Regions from separate parts of the Mus musculus genome. Here all the other regions are linked to region 1. A link is a contact called in public HiChIP or PLAC-seq and promoter capture Hi-C data. All regions are on one chromosome and are shown on one strand. The core of a region is the stretch at or near the end of the contact, and the rest is flanking DNA. Distances in the headings are between cores, read along the strand shown. Region 1 holds the start of Epha4 (Eph receptor A4). Region 2 has its middle 470 kb from the start of Mir6352. Region 3 has its middle 450 kb from the start of Mir6352. Region 4 has its middle 420 kb from the start of Mir6352. Region 5 has its middle 370 kb from the start of Mir6352. Region 6 overlaps Gm33083 (a long non-coding RNA gene). Region 7 overlaps Gm33083 (a long non-coding RNA gene).

What was found. Promoter capture Hi-C pulls out the DNA fragments that hold promoters and counts their contacts. HiChIP or PLAC-seq counts read pairs in DNA pulled down with a chosen protein or histone mark.
Region 2: a promoter capture Hi-C map of hippocampal neurons shows a contact between it and region 1, with 8 times the contacts expected there. The contact joins the enhancer-like site here to the promoter of Epha4 in region 1. A contact is called at or near these places in 7 of 39 promoter capture datasets (the 3T3-L1 cell line, the SN4741 cell line, embryonic stem cells and 3 more), 1 of 15 datasets of contacts at CTCF or cohesin (the NIH/3T3 cell line), 11 of 484 Hi-C or Micro-C datasets (the AML12 cell line, the C10 cell line, bone marrow-derived macrophages and 7 more), 20 of 115 datasets of contacts at active chromatin or transcription factors (astrocytes, bone marrow-derived macrophages, craniofacial prominence and 12 more) and 3 of 9 other capture datasets (adipose tissue, embryonic stem cells and liver).
Region 3: a contact with region 1 is called in an H3K27ac HiChIP or PLAC-seq map of heart atrium, with 9 read pairs. The contact joins the enhancer-like site here to the promoter of Epha4 in region 1. A contact is called at or near these places in 6 of 39 promoter capture datasets (the 3T3-L1 cell line, the SN4741 cell line, embryonic stem cells and 3 more), 5 of 484 Hi-C or Micro-C datasets (the HL-1 cell line, LSK cells, embryonic fibroblasts and 2 more), 18 of 115 datasets of contacts at active chromatin or transcription factors (astrocytes, bone marrow-derived macrophages, craniofacial prominence and 10 more) and 1 of 9 other capture datasets (embryonic stem cells).
Region 4: an H3K4me3 HiChIP or PLAC-seq map of embryonic forebrain shows a contact between it and region 1, with 5 times the contacts expected there. The contact joins the enhancer-like site here to the promoter of Epha4 in region 1. A contact is called at or near these places in 8 of 39 promoter capture datasets (the 3T3-L1 cell line, cranial neural crest, embryonic stem cells and 3 more), 47 of 484 Hi-C or Micro-C datasets (the AML12 cell line, the HL-1 cell line, Sertoli cells and 29 more), 20 of 115 datasets of contacts at active chromatin or transcription factors (craniofacial prominence, differentiating embryonic stem cells, embryonic basal ganglia and 12 more) and 1 of 9 other capture datasets (embryonic stem cells).
Region 5: a contact with region 1 is called in an H3K4me3 HiChIP or PLAC-seq map of neural progenitor cells, with 24 read pairs. The contact joins the enhancer-like site here to the promoter of Epha4 in region 1. A contact is called at or near these places in 7 of 39 promoter capture datasets (the 3T3-L1 cell line, hematopoietic stem and progenitor cells, hippocampal neurons and 2 more), 2 of 484 Hi-C or Micro-C datasets (the HL-1 cell line and cerebral cortex), 18 of 115 datasets of contacts at active chromatin or transcription factors (astrocytes, bone marrow-derived macrophages, craniofacial prominence and 10 more) and 2 of 9 other capture datasets (adipose tissue and embryonic stem cells).
Region 6: a contact with region 1 is called in a CTCF HiChIP or PLAC-seq map of the NIH/3T3 cell line, with 5 read pairs. The contact joins the enhancer-like site here to the promoter of Epha4 in region 1. A contact is called at or near these places in 1 of 15 datasets of contacts at CTCF or cohesin (the NIH/3T3 cell line), 3 of 484 Hi-C or Micro-C datasets (cranial neural crest, embryonic fibroblasts and muscle stem cells) and 8 of 115 datasets of contacts at active chromatin or transcription factors (astrocytes, embryonic basal ganglia, embryonic forebrain and 5 more).
Region 7: a CTCF HiChIP or PLAC-seq map of the NIH/3T3 cell line shows a contact between it and region 1, with 16 read pairs. The contact joins the enhancer-like site here to the promoter of Epha4 in region 1. A contact is called at or near these places in 1 of 39 promoter capture datasets (hippocampal neurons), 1 of 15 datasets of contacts at CTCF or cohesin (the NIH/3T3 cell line) and 3 of 115 datasets of contacts at active chromatin or transcription factors (embryonic basal ganglia, embryonic hindbrain and forebrain).

The regions. Positions count from the first base shown.
Region 1 is chr1:77,513,676-77,516,484 of GRCm38.p6, reverse strand. It overlaps Epha4 (Eph receptor A4), which reads left to right and starts at 1,397. Exons shown (of 18, transcript NM_007936.3): 1 at 1,397-1,544. The coding sequence starts at 1,454.
Region 2 is chr1:77,026,413-77,029,221 of GRCm38.p6, reverse strand. No RefSeq gene overlaps it. Among named protein-coding and RNA genes, the nearest start is that of Mir6352, 470 kb to the left of the region's middle. Within about 2 kb of position 1,396, at least 11 of the 459 cell types and tissues checked have an H3K27ac peak or open chromatin away from gene starts, as enhancers often do. A contact at or near this core is called in hippocampal excitatory neurons and hippocampal neurons, where this site is marked.
Region 3 is chr1:77,047,841-77,050,649 of GRCm38.p6, reverse strand. It overlaps the pseudogene Gm2060. Among named protein-coding and RNA genes, the nearest start is that of Mir6352, 450 kb to the left of the region's middle. Within about 2 kb of position 1,364, at least 7 of the 459 cell types and tissues checked have an H3K27ac peak or open chromatin away from gene starts, as enhancers often do. A contact at or near this core is called in heart atrium, where this site is marked.
Region 4 is chr1:77,079,622-77,082,430 of GRCm38.p6, reverse strand. No RefSeq gene overlaps it. Among named protein-coding and RNA genes, the nearest start is that of Mir6352, 420 kb to the left of the region's middle. Within about 2 kb of position 1,465, at least 22 of the 459 cell types and tissues checked have an H3K27ac peak or open chromatin away from gene starts, as enhancers often do. A contact at or near this core is called in embryonic forebrain, neural progenitor cells and stem cell-derived neural stem cells, where this site is marked.
Region 5 is chr1:77,126,871-77,129,679 of GRCm38.p6, reverse strand. No RefSeq gene overlaps it. Among named protein-coding and RNA genes, the nearest start is that of Mir6352, 370 kb to the left of the region's middle. Within about 2 kb of position 1,384, at least 14 of the 459 cell types and tissues checked have an H3K27ac peak or open chromatin away from gene starts, as enhancers often do. A contact at or near this core is called in forebrain and neural progenitor cells, where this site is marked.
Region 6 is chr1:77,868,940-77,871,748 of GRCm38.p6, reverse strand. All of the region lies in intron 1 of Gm33083 (a long non-coding RNA gene), which reads left to right. It overlaps Gm33030 (a long non-coding RNA gene), which reads right to left. Exons shown (of 4, transcript XR_373561.2): 3 at 474-544. Among named protein-coding and RNA genes, the nearest start is that of Gm33083, 26 kb to the left of the region's middle. Within about 2 kb of position 1,423, at least 8 of the 459 cell types and tissues checked have an H3K27ac peak or open chromatin away from gene starts, as enhancers often do. A contact at or near this core is called in the NIH/3T3 cell line and embryonic fibroblasts, where this site is marked.
Region 7 is chr1:77,844,790-77,847,598 of GRCm38.p6, reverse strand. All of the region lies in intron 2 of Gm33083 (a long non-coding RNA gene), which reads left to right. All of the region lies in intron 2 of Gm33030 (a long non-coding RNA gene), which reads right to left. Among named protein-coding and RNA genes, the nearest start is that of Gm33030, 33 kb to the right of the region's middle. Within about 2 kb of position 1,403, at least 15 of the 459 cell types and tissues checked have an H3K27ac peak or open chromatin away from gene starts, as enhancers often do. A contact at or near this core is called in the NIH/3T3 cell line, where this site is marked.

The sequences.
Region 1 (2,809 bases), core at 148-2,647:
TCCGGGTCCGCGCGCTCCCGCATCTGGCCGGCAGGTGGCGCGGTTGGTTCACGTAGATACTCTGCCCCTGCTGTTTGCAAAGTGCCTCCACTCAAACTCCACTCAGGCTGAGACCCAGACTTGGAGGAGGAAAATCTGGCCCGGGAGGGAGCCAAAGGAGGGGCAGCTTGAGGCGAGCACGGAAGGTGGATCTTTTGGAATCCCACCCCTTCAAACGCCTGGGGACCAGCCACCCAGTTTCAACTGGGGCGGGTCCCTTGGTAGCTAGCTGAGCTGCGGTTGGCGCTCAAATTGGCTTCCCCGGTGGCCTGAGCATCGGAGGACCGGATGGTGTCTGCGTCCCTGGGAAGTCGATGGTTGGCACCCAGAACAACGCGGGGTTGTGGGACAAGTTTCTGCGGGTAGAGCCTCTCATTTTGGTCCCCTGGGAGACTGTCCCCATCAGTACCGGGGAGACTTCGGAGTTCAGAGCCACAGTAGCTGCTCCAGGCAGCTTGCGACCCTCTGTCTGTCCCTTCTGTGCAGCAGGTGCTCGCATTCTTACAACCTTCCCCTTCTACACCTAAGTGTCCAGGAATGGCTAGAAGTGGTTCCAGGGACACTCCCTGGAAAGCACAGTGAGTTCCCGGTAGCTAGGGCTGTCGCGAGGTGATTTCTCCCTTCATAGTCCCGTAGTGGGCTCGGTCGATGTGAACACCCGGACCTGGCCAGGGATCACTTCCAAACGTTAGGAAGATTGGGGACAAGTGACCGCGCTCTGCTGCTGGGGAGATGACTGGGTCCCCCTGGCTAGGTAACTAAGAAGGAAAGGAATTATCAAGCTACGAAAGTCCCCCAGCCCAAAGCATTTCCCACGGAGGAACGCCATAAAGACACAAAACCTGGCAGTGAGGGTGGCTGCGTGCAGCAGAGAGCGCCCGACCTTAGCTGGGGTGGACAGTACAGAGACCCGACGACCTCGGCAAGGGGCAAGAGCCAAGGTGCAGGTCAACTTCAGACTTATTTCATCTCAACAGGAGTCTTTTCTCCCTCGCACACCTCCGGACTTGGGGCCGGGCGGGGAATGCCAACGTTTTCTGGCCTTCCCCACCGTCCTTTCGGAGTCTCTCGAAGTTCCCTCTGCCGTCCAAGGGATCGATCCCCAAGGATCGAGACAAGGTCTGGGGCCTCTCGTGGGGGCACAGACCCATCACTGCTGGGAAGCCAGCCTCGGGAGACCTTGAGCCCTGCGGAGGCTGGAGGGGGCGGGACCTCGGGGGTGGGCTCTGCACCGTGGGGGTGGGGACGTGGCGCTGGTTCTGCACTGCTATTGGTCACGAGCTCTGGACTGGCGGGTGTACGTCACGGGCCGGTCCCACCCTCTTGGCAATGTCTTCAGACTGCTGCACTCCTAACTTAAGCATTTATTCCACTGGGATAGAAGCGGCAGGAGCAGCGTTGGCACCGGCGAACCATGGCTGGGATTTTCTATTTCATCCTCTTTTCGTTTCTCTTTGGAATTTGCGACGCTGTCACCGGTTCTAGGGTATACCCCGCGAATGAAGGTAAGAGCCCGGCAGCCCTTATGCGGTCCGGGACCCGGAGGGGGTGATTCACTGATGAATGGTCTTCTGGAGCTCAGAACCAGTTAGGGTGGGGGGCGGGGGGTGGAGAGCGCGGCATGAGCCTCGCGTTCCCACTCCGGAGAAGAGTGCCGAACAGAGGGGATCCTCTTAAGTGGGGACTGAGGAGGATCAGGCTGTCTGAACTGAGAAGGGTGACCGATGCAAGCTGCCACTCTGCCCAAGTTTGTAGCGAAAGGCCAAAGTTTATCAGCATCCGCCTGCAGGGCCGGCTCAAGGCGCCCCGAGGGGATACACCGGGATTTGAAAACAAAACAAAAAAACGTGTGAGCAAAGTCCTCTACATCAGCAGCACAGGCGAGAAGGGAAACCCAAACGTAGAGCGCAGAGCGCCCGGCCTCTTGTCCAAGCCTTGCGAGCCCGGGTTTTTGCAAAGTTTTCCCAGCGCAGCGCTTCCCGGGACCCGGCTGCTTGGTCTCCGGAGCGCGCAGCGGTGGTGGCGCCGCTTGTCGGGCGCCGGTGACCTGATTTCTAGCACCGGGCCTCAGACACCTTTTTCTCCATCGGGCCGCGCACCCTGGAGGTTGCAATCTCAGGCCTACCTCTCCCCTACCCCAGATCCTTAGCTCATCCAGCAAAACTAGGGGACCAGTCAGCGAATTAAACATACCCCACTGTAAGCTTCTCTCTCCAGTATGGGGTACTGGACTAGTCTAGAAGGACAGGCATGACCGACGGGACCCATTCGTGTGCCGTTTTCTGTTTGTCTATTGCGACGTTCTGGAAGGATTGTTTGTCTGTTTTTCTGTCCGAGGTGAGGGGAGAGGTGGTGACCATTTAGTTTGTGATGGGCCTAGGGGGAAAGGAACACTCTCTGTGTCTATTTCTGTCCTTATGTGTCCCTGTCTCTCTATCTCTGTCTGTCTCTCTCCCCCTCCTCTCGTGTGTGTGTGTGTGTGTGTGTGTGTGTGTGTGTGTGTGTGTGTGTGTGTGTGTTTGAGGGCAAATGTGTGCCTGGCGCGGGTGTCTGCAGGAACCTGGACGTTTTGTGCCGGGTAAGCGAGTGCGCACAGTGTGTGAACGTGGGCTCCGGCCTGTGTTCGTGTTCCAACCTGCGCGCATTAGCTGTGCATCTGTCTCATCGATTCTTCCCACTCCGTACATCCATCTATCTATCCATCCAGCCAGCCAGCCTCCGTCTCCCCAGGCATCAGTCCATCTAGCTATTCCTGTGCAATCCACTATCA
Region 2 (2,809 bases), core at 147-2,646, 490 kb after region 1:
TCTCCAGTGCATTTACACTGAAGGAAACTGGGAATTAGGAGACATTAATCTGAAAGAAAAAGCATCTGCTGTCTTCCTCTGTTCCAATATCTCGTGACGCCATGTTTATAGCCAAATTCACAAATGCCTAAAGAGTTAGGTCTTTTTGGACGTAACGGATGCTGATGGCTAACAGCTGTGTTCAGTTACATCTTGCCTGTGTCCTGAAGAAGGCCAGCAATACCTGTCCATCCAGCTTTTATTGGCTCTTGGTCATTTCAAGGCTAGTAAGGAGGGACGGCGAATGGCCCAGACAAGGTTGATGCTTGCATTTAGATGTCTTGGCCTCCTTTCCCTCAACCCTTCCTTACTTTCACAAGAGTCCACCTTGCAAAGGTGAGGCACTATCATCTATGACTGCAGGTGAGATTTATCAAGGTCGGTAAGAAGAGAAGGGGCCAGTGAGCTGAGAGGAGGAGAATAAGGGCACACTGGTTGAAAAGATATGTGCTCCTGCATTCATTTCCTGAAGAGAAAGACAGACAGAGCCGACCTGCCTGTTCTCGGATCCATTTAACTCATGGGTGGGGAAGATCCTTAACACATACTCGAAGAGCTTCCAATTTGCTACTTCGATTTTTACAAAGCTAAGGAACTGCAGAGTGGATGGGCGCTTTTTGCAGTCAGCGCTTTCAGAGCAGCAAGCTTTAAGAAGAACTCAGATCCCTGCAAACGTTTGGAGGAAATCCACACTATTATTTCTTCAGCTTTTCTAGCCTGCATGCCCTGTGAAAGGAGCCGTTTGCCAATCTGAAGGTTCTGGCAAGAATTTCCTGTCCCAGCATGTACTGGTGGTGTGGCTTTCTTGCCTTTGTTGTACCCAGCTCTAGGACTGGAGGGATGGCTTCAGTCATGGATGCATCTACCCGCCTTCCTCCTCTTTTCTGCATGTTTTCTTTCTTTCTGTACTAAGATTCTGAGAATTCACAAAGCCTAGACTCCAGTTTTAGTTCTCCCTTCATGTTCTGGAATAGGCATGCTACATGATTCCCCTCTCTGTTTCTCATTTTTCTGTAAGTAAATAGCAGCTATAAAGCCTTCTGTCTGGTGCTAGCATCTTTTGGAGTTTGAACACAGGGTCTGAGTTCTGTCAGAGCTCTGAATTCTTCTTAACCAAGGCCCCCAGTGCTTGTGTAGAAAATGAAAGTGACTTCTCTTTTCTGCAATATGCCCTTTTGTTTGGATAAACACAAAAATAATTAGTCCAGATGAACACAGGAACAGAGTCTTTGGAGAAAAATTAACTTGAGTGTCTTACACAGGAGCCAGCTGGTATTTCTACAATATGTGTTCTATTCTGAGCCAAAATACTAACAATAGCACACAGCACAGTTGGGAGTAAAAGGACAAGGGCCACTGAGTGTGAATTTTCTGCCAATATGTCGCCACCACACAAGCATCTGTTAGGAGGGAGCAGGTGTGATCTATGTCCCCGCATTATTTGGCTTCAAAAAGTCTCACTTGTTTCTTTGGGTTTGACACAGTTTTTGATGACTTTGGGTTGGCGCAGTGAGATGTACGAGAGGATTTTGCTGTTTTATTTATATACCTACATCCATTCCCAACAGTGAGGAAATCTACTCATTGATGACCATCCCAGTGGGTAATATGGCCAGAATACGAGACGCAACAAGCCTTGGGTGAGCAAATATCACCTTTTTTTCTGCATTATTGTCATTGTTTACCTACCATCTTCCTGGGCTTCTCAGCTTAGAACAGGATAGCTTTCTTATCATGCAACATATAGTCTGTATTTGTGAAATACTATTTATTTATTTATTTATTTATTTATTTATTTATTTACTTATTTATCATTTATGTGTGTAGGAAGACAAATGTGTTCACGTGTACATGTGCATATGTGGAAACAAGAAGGCAGCCTCAGGTATTATTACTTAAGCGCCTTATACGCCTTATACTTTTGTTCAGGACTGGGTCTCTTACTGGCCTGAAACACTATCAGCTTGAATAGGCTACCTGACCAGTTAGCCCCAGGGATCCAACTGCCCCTGCCTCCCACCTCACCCTTGATGGAATTATACATGCATGCCTGCATGCCTCCATTCCCTGTTTTTTGTTGTTGTTTTTTTTTTTTTAACATGAGTTCTTAAAGAATGAACTCAGATTCTTTTGCTTGCAAGACAAGCCTTTTGTTAATGGAGCCATCTCTCTAACCCCCTGAACTGGTTTTCCCCATTCATCCTGTGTCTCTCCCCATCCCCTCTAGCCACCCATATCTGGATCAGCATGAATAAGAGAAGCAGCAGCTGGGAGTGTTTTGTCTTCTATAGGGCCCGTAGCCCATTGTTTATCTCTCTTTTATGGTATTTATCAAATAGTGCCTTTCCTTGATGTGCTTTGTAATTTTGTGTGGCTTCCATACCCTACTGGATTGTAAATAGATGTCAGGCTGTGTTTTCTTGATGATCAATGTTTTCCCACAGCTTTTTATCCTGTACCTTGTGTAACAGAGCCTCAATCTAGTTCATAAATTTAATACCTGAGATGTTATTTGTCCTGGACCAACCAGCCTGTGGGGTATGGTGAGAACAACAAAAAGATTAAGAGGACAAATCCAAGCAGTGGCAATAAAAAATAATAGGGGCAACGATAACAAAGTTTTCTGGATGCTTACAGGTTCCAAACCATGTAGGAATTGTTTTATAGATTTCTATTAATCTAAGAGCAAACAGAAGCAATTTTTCTGTTGTTGTTTCATGGGCTTTAATGTCACTTTCCATGTTAGAAACTTGAAGACCAAAGAGTTAAG
Region 3 (2,809 bases), core at 115-2,614, 470 kb after region 1:
TCTAAATCATTAAGGTCAGCATTACTCTCTGCATTTTTAAGCATGTGCAGCAAAAACTCAGCACTCTCTTTTGGCCACCGACCCTGTGTCCAGCCCCACTGTTTGGCCTGGGCGCACCTACCGACTCCATTATACCGCCCGAATGGCACACATTGCTTCTTTAAAGTGACCTCCTTCAGATACTTGGTGGCTTTGCAGATATGCATACCCTTGATGGCCTGGGCAGTTTCTCTGGTGTTCTTAAAGTGAACACAAAGGTTTGAACCTCTTGATTTGCATGATTTTGTGGGGTTTTCTGGGTCAAGAGAGTAGCGAACCATCTTGGCAGGTGACCTCTGGCCGCTTACAGGAAGAGTTGTTGTTTTTTTTTTTGTTTTGTTTTGTTTTTTGTTTTTTCAAATGTTTTTTTTTTTGTTGTTGTTGTTGTTTCTCTTTTGTTTATGGCAGTACTAGAAACCAAATTCAAGCTCTGCTGAATGCTAGCCAAGTGCTGTATCACTAATCTGGATTTTTTGGTGTGTTCATTTTCTTAAGTTTAATCCTTCCTAAATATAATAGCCAATAGTTACAGAAAATGCTTCAAGCTATTCTGAACAGAGTGCTTGATAGCTCATGAAAGTCATGCTTTTTCACACTAGCTTAAACTACTAGAGAAAAGAATTATTCTCATTTGGTAGTAGCTCAAGAAATAGCCATGATATTTATCCAGCTCCTGCAATATAGACATCTCTTATTCATTGGTGACAAACTTTTTTTTTTTTTTTAGGTGAGCAAGAACAGAGACTCCCAAGTTCTTAGACTGTAGGTTTATTGCACTTTTATTGCCTTATAATCTATGAATCAGGGACAGTAAATAAATATGTTTGCATCTACCGGTCACTCTCCTGGCTTAAGGTCCTTGTCCACTTCAATCCATGATAACCTTCAGAGAAGGCATAGGAACGTGTGATAGTAACTGAGGGCCTATACTCCTTCTTCCAAGGTTCTTGCTAGAATCATCTGCCAGGACCTGGTTGCCTCTTTTAGAAGACACTCACTATATTTTATTAGAACTGGGAGCTGTGGAGATGGTTGGAACCACTTGCACTTTTCTCATCTAGAACGTGCACCTAATGATAAAACTGACACCCAGAGAATCAGACCCTAGGGACAGAGAGAACACATGTCCACAGAGATCGTGTTGTCTTTGGCTAGGGTTGGTCAGGCTGGAATGACTCACACCTCTGGGCTTTTTTTATAATGGTCTAATCTTATATTAGTGTGAGTTGGGATTTTATCATTTCTGACCGCAGATATACTACTTAGCCAGGGATGTCATCATGGAACCTGTCCATGAAGATACCGAATGAGATGCCAACTGGGAACGCAGAACAGCCACAGTTGCTGCGACCCCAAGGTGACATTGATGGTCCCCTTTGTTGTCTGTGTCTCCTATGACAGATGATGGCATTGTTACAGACACGTGTCCTCTCGCACCCCATCACCAGCTTTCCACTGATAGGTGACTTCTGACTGACAGTAGGAATGGATTCTTAGAGTGGACAGGAAAGTGGAATGTGACACCAAGCTATTTTTTTCCTCTCAGTTATTTCACAGTGCTTGTTGGAGCTGGTTCCTGTTTGCCAAGTGTCATTCAAAAGTCACCCAATTGTTGGTCCATCCTTGCTCAGTTGTTGATGAGAGTGCCATGTGGGCTAGAATCAAAGCCTTGCTGAAATGTGTCTATTTTACATCTGTTCCTGGCTGGGATCTTAATGACATGCACGGCATAATGAGATGTGTGTCTGGTTTGTGTAATGAGATTCTTGATTTGAGTGTCTAATGAAGCCTATAGCCTAATGAAATATATAGCATAATGAGATGCATAGCTTGAATGTATGGCATACATCTGAAGGTCCTTTTAAAAAATATCAGTAAACATGAAGAAGTCCTATCCATCTGGATAAGGTCCATCTACATCACTTGCAATTTCTTAATGCTGTGTCATCTTTGCAATGGATATTTCTCATGTTAGAAACTAAGAGTCAAATGATTGTCCCTTACTATAATGGGTAGTTTGAAGACCTAGCATAGACATTTTTGGCCCTTGAGAAAAAGATGTACCTGTTATCTATCCCCCATCTAATATCCTATTTATTAATATGGTCAGCAATATCAATGTGTTGTCTACGAAAATTTCTAAAGATATGTGCCCTGTAACAGTGAGCATTTATTATCATTCAGATGCTGCTAACCATTGTATGTCACATGGGAAGTCTTTCTCATTTGTCCAGAGCAAGCCCATGTGTATGATGATTCCAAGTCTCCAAATCGGTTGACATTGATGATATTTCCTTCTATCTTTGAAAATCATCTGCCCACAGATGACCTATCTAAAGAAAAATGTTGCTGAAGCAGTTGGATTACCTTCATCTGCCTTCTATCCTCTGGCATGCAGCTTGTGCATTTATCTAAAGGCAGAGTCAGAAGCTCATGAGGACAAGTCACGCTGAGGCAAAGGGCCAGAACACAAGAGGGACAAGTTTTTACACTTATCCTACCTACAGACTGGAAACACCCTCCTCCTATCTCTATACCACCCAGGAAATCCAAGAAAAGAAACGATATTAATGAAAAACCACTTTGCCTGTAAATATAGGTATTTGCTCAAAGGGTAATAATACAAATGACTGAGCATCCTGAAGCTTATACGAAATGCTACATTAAACTCCCGTATCCTATGAGTTGAAAGAGTATTCACCGAGAATGAGCTAGATAAAACAGAACCTTCCTAGGAATACAAAAACAAAACTATTAATGGGTTATCCCT
Region 4 (2,809 bases), core at 216-2,715, 430 kb after region 1:
CTGAATACTGAACCTTGCCAAATCTATGGCCCATATGGATGGTGTGGCGTGGGACCTGCTGATTCTCAAAGGGGAGTCATTTCCATAGAAGAGATGAGTAGGGGGGGTTGAATGGAGAACTCAGAAGTAGCCAGTCTCTCTTACCTCCTCCCTGCTTCCTCCTGACCCCACCCCCACAGAGCTCTGGCCTGGTTTCTGTATTTGATGTGATTAAACTTTCCTGTGACACTTGCTTTCTCTTCCACAAGGCAGGAGCGGAGCACAGTATAACTGAAAGGCACCTGTAGGTCACCATGTATTACTTGTTTTGTTCCACCACTTGAAGTTCTAATTATCTCCAGCAGAGAACGTGATTGTGGTTGGGCTTTCCTTTCTTAGGCATCTGGGTTGACAGACTTATACATGCCACCGGAGTAGAAGGCTCAGCGCTCCGTTGTGGCTCTGGGAAATCAGCTCTGATGCTCATGGGTGTGGTCTTTTCCATGGTGTGACCAGGTCCCCTGGCTTAGAGATGCGCAAGTAACTGGGTTTCCTCTAAGACAGCCAATACCTTAGCTGCCTCCTGACCAAGGGCCAAAGAAGCCACTAGGAGGAGCTAATGACTGACCAAGTGTGTTGTTCTCCCAATATTTAATGTGAATTGCTTCACCCAGTGCCCAACCTGGGCTGGCTGCAGGCTCTGGGTATTTAATTATTTATGTGGTAATGGATGGACCAAGGATCGTCTGCCCTTCAAGCGGCTCACAGAAGAGAACAATCGTGCTTCCTTGTTTCATTTGCGGCCTTATTCCTGTCAGGAGGAAGGCACTTCAGCCTTACTGCAACAGAAGGATGGAAGAATGATTGCGTTAGCAAATCTCCTACTTCACACACACACACACACACACACACACACACACACACACACACACACATAAACACACAGATACACACACATATACAACACATAAACACACACAAACACATGAGCACACATATACACACAGAAACACATGAACACACAAACACAGGCACACACATATACACACACAAACACACACACAAACACATGCACACACACATACACACAAACACATGCACTCATGCATCACATGCATACCATCAAAGCTTTCTAAAACAGAATGTAACTCCTCCCCCACTTAAAAAATCCCTCAGACTACAAGGAATGCATTTTGTAGTATCTGGGGAGTTCCTCTTTCTTTTGTGCCCAGGGAGTGAGATTAAGAAGGAAGGGACCATAGCATTCAATGCCTGAGTTTGAAAGCCAGCTCTGCAATTTAACAGTTACATGTTTTGGCAATATTTCTTAACTCCTGTATCTCTCTCTTTTTTTCCCCTCCCTCTGTATCCTCCCATGGTGAGGATATAAAGAGTCAGGACATGTGTGTGCATGCAGATGAGGAGCACCCGGCTCTGCTTGCTGACTTTCCTGCTCCTCCAGGCTGGCAGAATGCATTCCACATGACATCATAGTTCAAGTGCAATAATGTGCTTCTCCTTTGCCTTTTCATCGAGCAGTTCAGCAGAGCCTCTCTGCACAGCCTCGCTCCGTGTACACGGCTACCCCCTTTAAAATCCCCTGAAAGGTGGAAATGAGAGGCATTTGTGACCTTGAAGCTTCTGGGTTATGTCATCCTGCCTGATTTACCTCAATTCATAATCACATTTTCCTTGAGTTGAGTGGGAATTCTAGGAAGACACGTTGGTCCTTTCAGTTTGGTCCAGAGGTAGAACCATTCAGTGTTTTCGGATTTATATAATATATAATATATGTGCAAGTATAATTATACATGTATAATTATATATTATAGATGTATTATAATAGACAGATATAATTATAAAATAATATAATAAATTTATGAATTTGCTATAATATATATATATATATATATATATATATATATATATATATTTGTTAAAATATACAAAGCCATCTATACTCTTACTATAGATGGATTTGGGGGTTTGAGACATGTCTCAGTGGTTAAGAGCATCAGCACCCTTTCAGAGGTTTAGCTCCCAGCACTTACATGGTGACCCACAACTGCCTGTAACTCCAGTTCCAGAGTTTCTGACTCTCCATTCTCACATCTGAGGGCTCCTGCTTACACATGATACACCTAAACCCAGAGGGGCAAAACATACACACATTACATAGATAAATGAATAAATGGATAAGTTTTAAGGTAAATGGGTTCTTATAAACTTGGGACTTAATGTGAGGGAAATTATAAACTCTCATTGGTGGGGAAATATTGGAAATGTGTAACGGTCATATTATACACTGTGGTAGTATATATAATTGTTTAAGTAGGCCGCAGGCTTGCAATCCTATTGCCTCACCTAGGGCTCCGGTCATGTGCCACCACACTTCGCTATGACAATTTTCATGTGAACTTAACTGTATATTCATTTCATTAGCAGTCTGAAGATAAAAACCTTTTCAACTATCTTGTATTGAAACAAATACACAATAGAAGAAATATAGAAAATAAGAAAGTAAAATTAAGATAACAGACATTTAGCAAATGGACTGTTCTGCAGTAAACTTCATTTTTCTTTGGAGTTTTTTTTTCTTTTTGACATTTGTTTTTATATACGTGTGTGTGTGTGTATGTGTGTGTGTGTGTGCACCTGTGCATGAGAGAGAGAGAGTATGTGTATGTATTTGCATATATTTTAAAGATTAGATTATCTTGCATGATTGAATTATTTTTCAGTTATCATTTTCACAAATATTATCTCATATCATTAGAGATTTAAGAAATACGATATCTAGGGATTGGAGTGAAGGCTCAGTGCATAAGAG
Region 5 (2,809 bases), core at 135-2,634, 390 kb after region 1:
TAGCAAAAGAGTAAAGAATCCAATCAATAAATCTATAAATGAGTGGGATACATAAGCCTCAAAAGAGAAAATACAAACTGCCAATAAATATATAAAAAGCTGTTCCAGATCTTTAACTGCCACAGGCATGCAGATGGAAAGCTACCATGAGATTCTATTCCACCCCAGTCAAAGTGGCTATCACCAGGAAAATGAAAAACAACAAAAAAAGTAAACCAACAGATCAACATTTGAAGGAAAAAGAAACATAAATATACTGTCAGTAGGAATATAAATTAGGATATCTGCTGTGGAAATCACGGTGGAATCTCCTCAAAAAAAAAAAAAAGCTAACCATAGAACTAACAGACGACCCATCTGTACCACTCCTGGGTATAAACCTGAAGGAATCAAAGTCACACCACAGTGTTACTGTACATCCACGTTATTGTAGCAGTCCTCACAGCAGCCAAGATGTGGAGCCAGAGGAGGTGTCCATCATCAGATGAATGGATAAATAAAGTGTGCTGTACACAAAGCTTATTCAACCATACAAAAGAACAAAATCGTGTTGTTTGTGAGAAAAACAAAAGCAAAACAAAACAAACAAACAAACCAACCAGAGGTAACATAAACTGTCATCTAATGGAGCCTGCTACTTTGTGAAGCTGCTTCCCAGAAAATAAGCAAGAAAACCAAATTCAGAGAAAAATGCATCATGGGACTTCTCTCATATATGTAGTAGAAGGAAAACAAAATACACCAGGGAAAGGAGGGCTGTGGTATGTGGAAGAGGAGAAATGGGGGGTGAGGGATAAGAAAGGATCACAGAAGGGATGGATATGATCAAAGAACAATACATGTGGGTATGGAAATGCCATAATGAAACCATTTACTCAGCGCAGTTAATACACACTAAAAAAAAATGATGCAAAATGCTGACATTGAAGAGAGAGGACTTGGGAATGTGGAATCCTATCTAATTTCAGTGTTTCATTCAAAGGCTGAATTCGCCTTTAGGAAAGGTTGAATGTTAACAGGGCAACAGCCCAGGATCTACTTAGATAAAAGGAGCATTATTGAGCTGCCTGGCTCAAGCCCAAAGGAGAAAGAGCTTTCTCTAGTGCAAATTGCCTCTCACTTCGACACAGTGCCAGCACTGCAAAGGGGACATATTTCTTCTCTAACTAAAGCCAAAGTATCATATTTACTTTTTCTGAATGCAATAATTAAGCCATTAAGAAGGAGGCTTCTAAACTGGACTGTGTTTGAAGGAAAAGTATCAGGAAAGGCCTGGAGAAAGCACTTTGTTTTTGAAGGATCACCATCCATTCAGGGAACTCCAGCAGGCTAGACAGTCAGGCAGTGCCCATCTCTGGTGAGGGAGCTGAATATGGGTAGCTTCTGGGATGAGAAAGCGCAGCCTTCTCTTTTTTCTAGACACAATGCAGTTCTGCTAGCGGACTTCAGGGACTCTCACAAACCAAGCTTTAAGCTCATACACCTTAACTAGGAGGTAGGGGAGTCTCAAATTGGAAAACATTATCTATGTTTGCACCACTCTCTAAATGGAATGTAGCATTCCCTTCCACTGCTAATCAAAACAACACACCCTCACAGTACTAGCTTTGACCTTGGCTTTGGCAACAGGGCCCGTGATGATTTTCCCAGCATGCTTTTATTGTTCTCCATCTCTCTCAGTATTGTTTAAACTCATTGTTCCTCTGAAATAACTAGAGCTGGATCTTCTGCTAGATTTTGTTATTGAATCAGAAAGACAATATTATTGTGCTACAAATTTATTTTCACATATTCCTGATGGCTTTATTTCAGTATAATTGGATTTTTTTTTGTAACACAAGACACATTTCATTGTGTATATTTAAAAGCATTGTTTTGAGGATGAATCTGTGGACTTTTCATACTGTCAACAAGGACCATGGCACAAAACAAAGTGTTTAATACCTTTGTAAAGTATTCTGTTGTTGAAATGATCTTTTATGTGTGTTTCAGTTTATGTGTGTGTCTGTTTGTGTGTATGTGTGTGTCTTTCTCTCTGTGTGTTTTTGTGTGTGTGTGTGTCTTTGTGCCTCTGTCTATCTGACTGACTCTATCACTCTGTCTCTCTGTCCCTGTGTGTCTGTGTGTCTGTGTGTTTTTCTCTCTCCTCTCTCCTTTCTCCTCTCTTCTCTCTCTCTCTCTGTCTCTCTCTCTCTCTGTCTCTCTGTCTCTCTCTCTCTCTTTCTCTGTGTGTGTGTGTGTGTGTGTGTATTTGTCTTGACAGATTCTGTGTTAGGTACTAGGGATACAAATATGAACTGGTATATTATTACTGACTTTAAAAGGTCTGGCAAAGACTTAGATAATTACATGCCAACAACAATGACTGTGCCAACTATTCATGCTAAGCAGTTTATATGCATCGTAACTTTTTATCTCTTCTTTGTAGACAAGGAAACTATGGTACAAAGAAGTAAATGGCTGGACCAAGTAATTGGTGCCACTTGGATTTGTGCCTAGGCGGTTGCACTCCAGGGTCAGTATGCTGCACCAGGACTCACCCATGTTTTACTTTGGAGTAAGCAATGCATGTTTATAAGTGCTCTCCAGGAGTGGAAAGGGCCTGTCACCAGCCTGGCAGTCATAAGGGTGAGGTGGTCTTTGTGGTGTCATTTTCTTGGGTTATTCCAGATAAAGCTGGCAGACTGGCTGCTTCCCTGTCATGTGAAGAAGGGAGGTTAGAGTCCTCTACAAGGAAGGGCAGAGACATATGCAATGAACAACAATGCTGTGCCAACATGTATTACTGACTGAATTGTAGGAGTAGGCG
Region 6 (2,809 bases), core at 174-2,673, 360 kb before region 1:
CCTGGACCAGAGTGAGGTAGTGAATTATTAGCCTCTGAAGAATTAGGTAAACATGACTCTAAGAATCACCCGCAGTGTGGAGGAATGAGAGGCATAGGGGACCATGCCTGCCCTTGGAAGTTTAAATCTGTATTGCAGGGGAGAAAGGAGAAACAAACTTAAGTCACAGGACTAGATAATAATGTGCTATTTTTAAAAAGCATCTAAGATGAGTGCACTGAATGGATGAATACAAAGCTATGTTCTGAAAAAAAATGCTAAAGTGGCTTCCTTAGGGTTTTGGAGAAACCACTTTCCTCTGAGACACACAAGGGAGAAGAGTTCAAGGGTTTTATGACGTCCCCCTTACAAAGAAATTTCTCTGACATCTTTTTGAGTCGGCAGGTCTGGCCTCACTGGACTGATTTGTACTTAACATGCTGAAGTGTGGTTATTGCTTTAGTATTTTCAGTAGATAAATATTAGACAGATACCCAGGCATCCGGGAGATGAAGAGTTCTTCCTGGTGCATCATCCTCGTGGGGAATCCATGTGGGGCAACCTACTAGAATAAATACAGAAAAGGTTAGATCTTCTAATTTATTTACTATAGTCTTTACATGTGTCTATAAGCATGTTGATCACCCTCAGCCCCTGTTGCCCTCTCATCTTCCTTCCATGCTCATGGATCCCTGTATGCTTCTCAACCATTACCCCTCTGACTTTCATGGATTTTTGACTTTGGATGTGCAGGTAGCTATTGTACAGTGCATCATGACTGTCACAGGTGTGTCACATCCCAAAGACAGCTCAGTACTCCTCCCCACCCTCTTGCTCTTACAGTCTTTCTATTTCCTCTCTTATGATGCTCCCTGGTCCTTGGACAGGGTCTTATTGATGCCCAGTGTAGGGATGAGAACTCAAGATCATTTATCCTCAGCAATTTGACCAATTGTGAGTCTCTGCATCCACTGTCAGCCACTTTGAACATGACCTTCGCTGTCCAAATCAGAGAACAGTATTAGCCTATGTGTATTAACAGATATGCTTAGAAGGCTATTTGTCTATGTGTTCATGTAGTAAAAAATATCAATAGTCAACTCTTCATCTAGGACAGGCAAGGGTTAGGGTTAGTTATGAACTCTGAATAGATGGGAAAAATAACCATATAGTAACTCACTACTTTATAAGCTGAATGTAAATTATAATGATTTTAAGAAAAGTAGTTTTAATGGACGTTTTTGCTGCTACTAAAAGCCATACAATTTTAAATGAAAAATCTCATTGCCTTTTGAGAATTTCTTCTTATGAATTGCTGGCTTGGAGGCTTCTGTGAGGTTCCAGAACAACAGAGGCACTTTGCTGTCCTCCCAAGCTACATGGTAAGTCACTATTGCTGAAGATTGCAAGAACTTGGACGTTTTCTACTCTTAGGTTTGTTTTATAATACTTGTGGCATATCAGTAAGTGTTACAAGAATGTAATAAGAATGTAATGAGTCGTGGTTGGGCTATGTGCTTCTTTGGGCTTTTGCTGTGTTTTTGTTTGCTTTTATTGTTTGAAAATCTCATACATGTATATAATATGTTCTGCTCAAAGTCACCATGTATTCCTACTCCCCCATTTCTTCCACTTTCTTGCCCACCACTATTCCCTCCCAAATTATGTGCTCCTTTAAAAAGAAAAAAACCACTAACTGTGCTTAGTGATGCCAGTATGTGCGCATGTGTAGATCATTCACTGAAGCACGGGAACCTGTCAGGGGTATCGTTCTTGAAGAAAACTCTTCTCCTTCTCTCAGCAGCCACCAATTGTCTTTTTTTTTTAATTGTACAGGAAATTACCCCCAGGTTCATGCCCATGCTAAGCAAGCACTCTATCACCAAGTTAAATCTGTAGTGACAGCATGTTAATACTTGAAAGATATATTTGTTAAATTCCATCTTACCCTAGTTACTTTGTGCATCATGATGCATTATTTAAACCACAATTTAGGGATACATTCATCGAGTGATTTAGAGATTATTACTTTGGGGGAAAATACATGATAAATTATAATCTTTTCATAAGGAAGGAATCTTACAAAAAGCAAATTATAATTTTGTCTGAATCAGTAAAATGCATCAGTCCGAACAAGTGAGTAGAAAGATCAATGCTCAGTAGGTACATAGCCCCTTTTCATGTGTCTAGCCTTTAAGCTGAGCCATGGGGGTCCTCATGTGGGGAAAGAGTGGGAAGGTACAAGGCTCTCTTCTGCTCTTAGGGATGCTGTGGTCTTTCTATGATTTATTGGCAGTAACTCGACTTTGATGGCATGAGCTGCTCACAGCATCTCTTCCCATTGTGCTGTATGAATGCTGTGGGGCCTGCTGTGCCTCCAGGGCCAAGCCCTGTACCAGGTACACTATGTCACTGTGTGTCACCAGCTTTGTCTTCCCATTCATTCTCTCTCACATCCCCTCCCTCATGCTGTGGCAGGTGGATGACTCTTATTCAGTCTCCTTCTAATTATGTGACATTTCTCAAGCAGCAATATGACATTTGGTTTTGATCAGGGGAATCTCTATGATGGTGTGACTCATGGGTGGCCTGGAGATTTCTCTTACTTCAAGAGTTCTCTTTCAAATAGGCATTTTGAAAAACCACAGCAGCTATACACCAGTATATTCTTTTGATTTATAAAATGTCTATACTTGTTTCACTGGAATAACCATAATACAGATATAAATACCTCTTTAAAGATTTATTTATGTTATTTAAAATTTTATGTATTTCACCATACGGGCTTGTCGGTGGGCATGTAGGTACCCACAGTGGCCAGAAGTGTTGG
Region 7 (2,809 bases), core at 154-2,653, 330 kb before region 1:
TGAAAACATTTTAAAAATGCCCCCTCCCTCCCAAATAACAGGTCTCTGTCTCCCACCAATGTGTTTTATGGACAATGGTTGAGGAGCTTCTTATCTGATTATGTGAGAATAGGATTTTTTAAAAAATCCCCTCTAGGGAAAAATGTTTTCCAAATCACCATCTGCTTACCCTCCTTTCTGTGTTTGCTGCTCTTTGATAGGATGTCAGCCAGCTCCGACAGGAGGGCAGGGGCTCAGAGGCAGGGAGGAGTTTGACAACCATCACAGACCTAGGACAAATGAAGGTGCGTCCTAGGCCGAGAGCCAACCGATTTCCAGTGATTTTATGTGGGCAACTCACAAATAGGACGCGAGTTACTTTCTACCCACCACCTTCAAGATATATATCTAAAAGGTTATTTTTCTTGTCCCCAGATCAAAGCCAGTTCAAGATGAAAACTCATTGCCCCTTTCTTTTCTTCCAAACACAACTTCATGAATGGAGTGATTCAAAAACAAATCAATTCTGTTTGGGTTTTAGGACCGAACAAGAAATGCTGAGCGAGGAAAAGGCATTTGCTAAATGCACCAGCACCAGGAGGAAGGTCAATTTAAAATCGTGTTTGACTGTTGGAGTTTACTTTAAAAAATTTAAGTACCATTACTGGAGACAAAATATTGCATATGTGCATTAGCTCTTGGCTAGACAGCCAGTACTCATGTACACAGTCTAATTTTTATATATAAATGGATGCGCTACAAATCAGGACTTCCGGATCTTAACTGTGGCCCCAGTGCTGCTCAGAAACTGTTATTCATCTGGTTTCCCCCACCCCTGCCTCCTCTCCTCTGCCTAATGGGGCCTGGGCTACTTTGAACAATTCCTTTTCAGGGCTGCTTTAGCGGTTGACTTCTTCCCCGGGGATGTCTTTCTTCTAAGCCAGACCTTCCATGAAGGCCTTTCCAGGTTTGCAGGGTCCCCAGACCTAAAAAAAAGTCGGTTTGTTTGGCTGCCTGGCTTCATCGTGTTTGGATCTTTGCCAGGTACCTGCTGTCTTCTTGTGCTGCTGGACTGAACCATCTTAGCTTGGGTAAGGCTGTTTTCTAGGATTCATGAACCTCTTGGCGAGGTAGGCTCAGGATGTCAGCCAGCTCTAATAGGAGGGCAGGGGCAGGATACAGCTCTGTTCAAGTGAGATCCACAGGGTGTGCCAAAGCCTGTGTTGGGAGCTGACTCTGTCTCCATGCAGGCAATTTGCAGAATGTAGCTGAGCTGCTGGCTGATGACCGGTTTTATCTCTGGCATCTCCTCTGGCTTCATGTATATGGAATTCCCCTTTTCTAAGTGCATACTTTAAACGTCGTGTCTGCCTTTCATACCCAACTGACCACCTCATTCATCTCACATAGCTACATTTCTGTAGCATGAGTTGTCCGTTGGATTCCTCTGACTTTCCGTCGTCAAGGCCTTACACGGATCTCAAGATTTCCATCCTTCTCTCTTTCTCTAAGGGTAGACATTCCATATGATTAATCAGTAGGAAATCTTGAGGATTTATTTCATTTCTGTATTTAAACAGTCCGCCCTGAAATATACATTTGTTTTGGTAGCTTTCTTCATCACTGTACCAGAACACTCGGCAGACTCGCTTAAGGAAGTGTCTTAGACAGGGTTTCTATTCCTGCACAAACATCATGACCAAGAAGCAAGATGGGGAGGAAAGGGTTTATTCAGCTTACACTTCCATACTGCTGTTCATCACCAAAAGATGCAGGACTGGAACTCAAGCAGGTCAGAAAGCAGGAGCTGATGCAGAAGCCATGGAGGGATGTTCTTTACTGGCTTGCTGCTGCTGGTTTGCTCAGCCTGCTCTCTTATAGAGCCAAGACTACCAGCCCAAAGATGGTCCCACCCACAAGGGGCTTGATCCCTAATTGATCCCCCTTGATCACTAATTGAGAAAATGCCTTACAGTTGGATCTCATGGAGGCATTTCCTCAACTGAAGCTCCTTTCTCTGGGATAACTCCAGCTGTGTCAAGTTGACACAAAACCAGCCAGTACAGGAAGGAAGTGGTTCTTTTGGCTCACAGTTCTAGGATGCGGCCCATAACTGCCACAGACACAGGACATCTAGAGCTCCAGAAAAACCCTGTCTCAACAACCACAAAGATGGCCCATCACAAAACCTCAATCCCACGCACTCTCCAAGGCAACAACTGCCTGTTCATAATTCTCTTGGTCTCATCTACTTGCATGGCAGGTGATAATCCAGCTTTATCTTTTTATCTCCCTTTTTACAAAGTCCCTTCTTCATTGTGTCCACCCTGATTTAGTGGACAGCATTATAATGCATCATTGAAATCTTAGTGGTATCTTCCCTTTCTTTTACATTGTCACTGGGTACCATGCTCCAAAGTACTCCAGACTCTTCCTACCTTCTGTTTTGTTTATTTCTGCCCCTGCATGGGGCTCCATCTTAGCCCCAGGCTAACCAGCCCATAGCTATAGAATATCTCACCCCATAAGTTGTCCTCCACAATGTCATGACATTTTGTTGTTGTTGTTAAACTTGGTTGGTGTACTATTATTTCTTCATGCTGAAGAATACCTGTATCCCTCTATCAAAAGCGTCTACCTGGACACATTTTAAACCTTTGCTTATGTGTGTGTGGGTGGAGGTGGGGACAGGGGGTGGGGGTAGGTTGCATGCTCAGGTGCTCATGTATGCACATGTGGAAGCCACGCACATGTTGTTTCTGAAGAGCTGTTCACATTATTTTCTCAGGGTTTCTCATTGGCCTGGAGCTCAGAGTAGGCTAGACCGGCT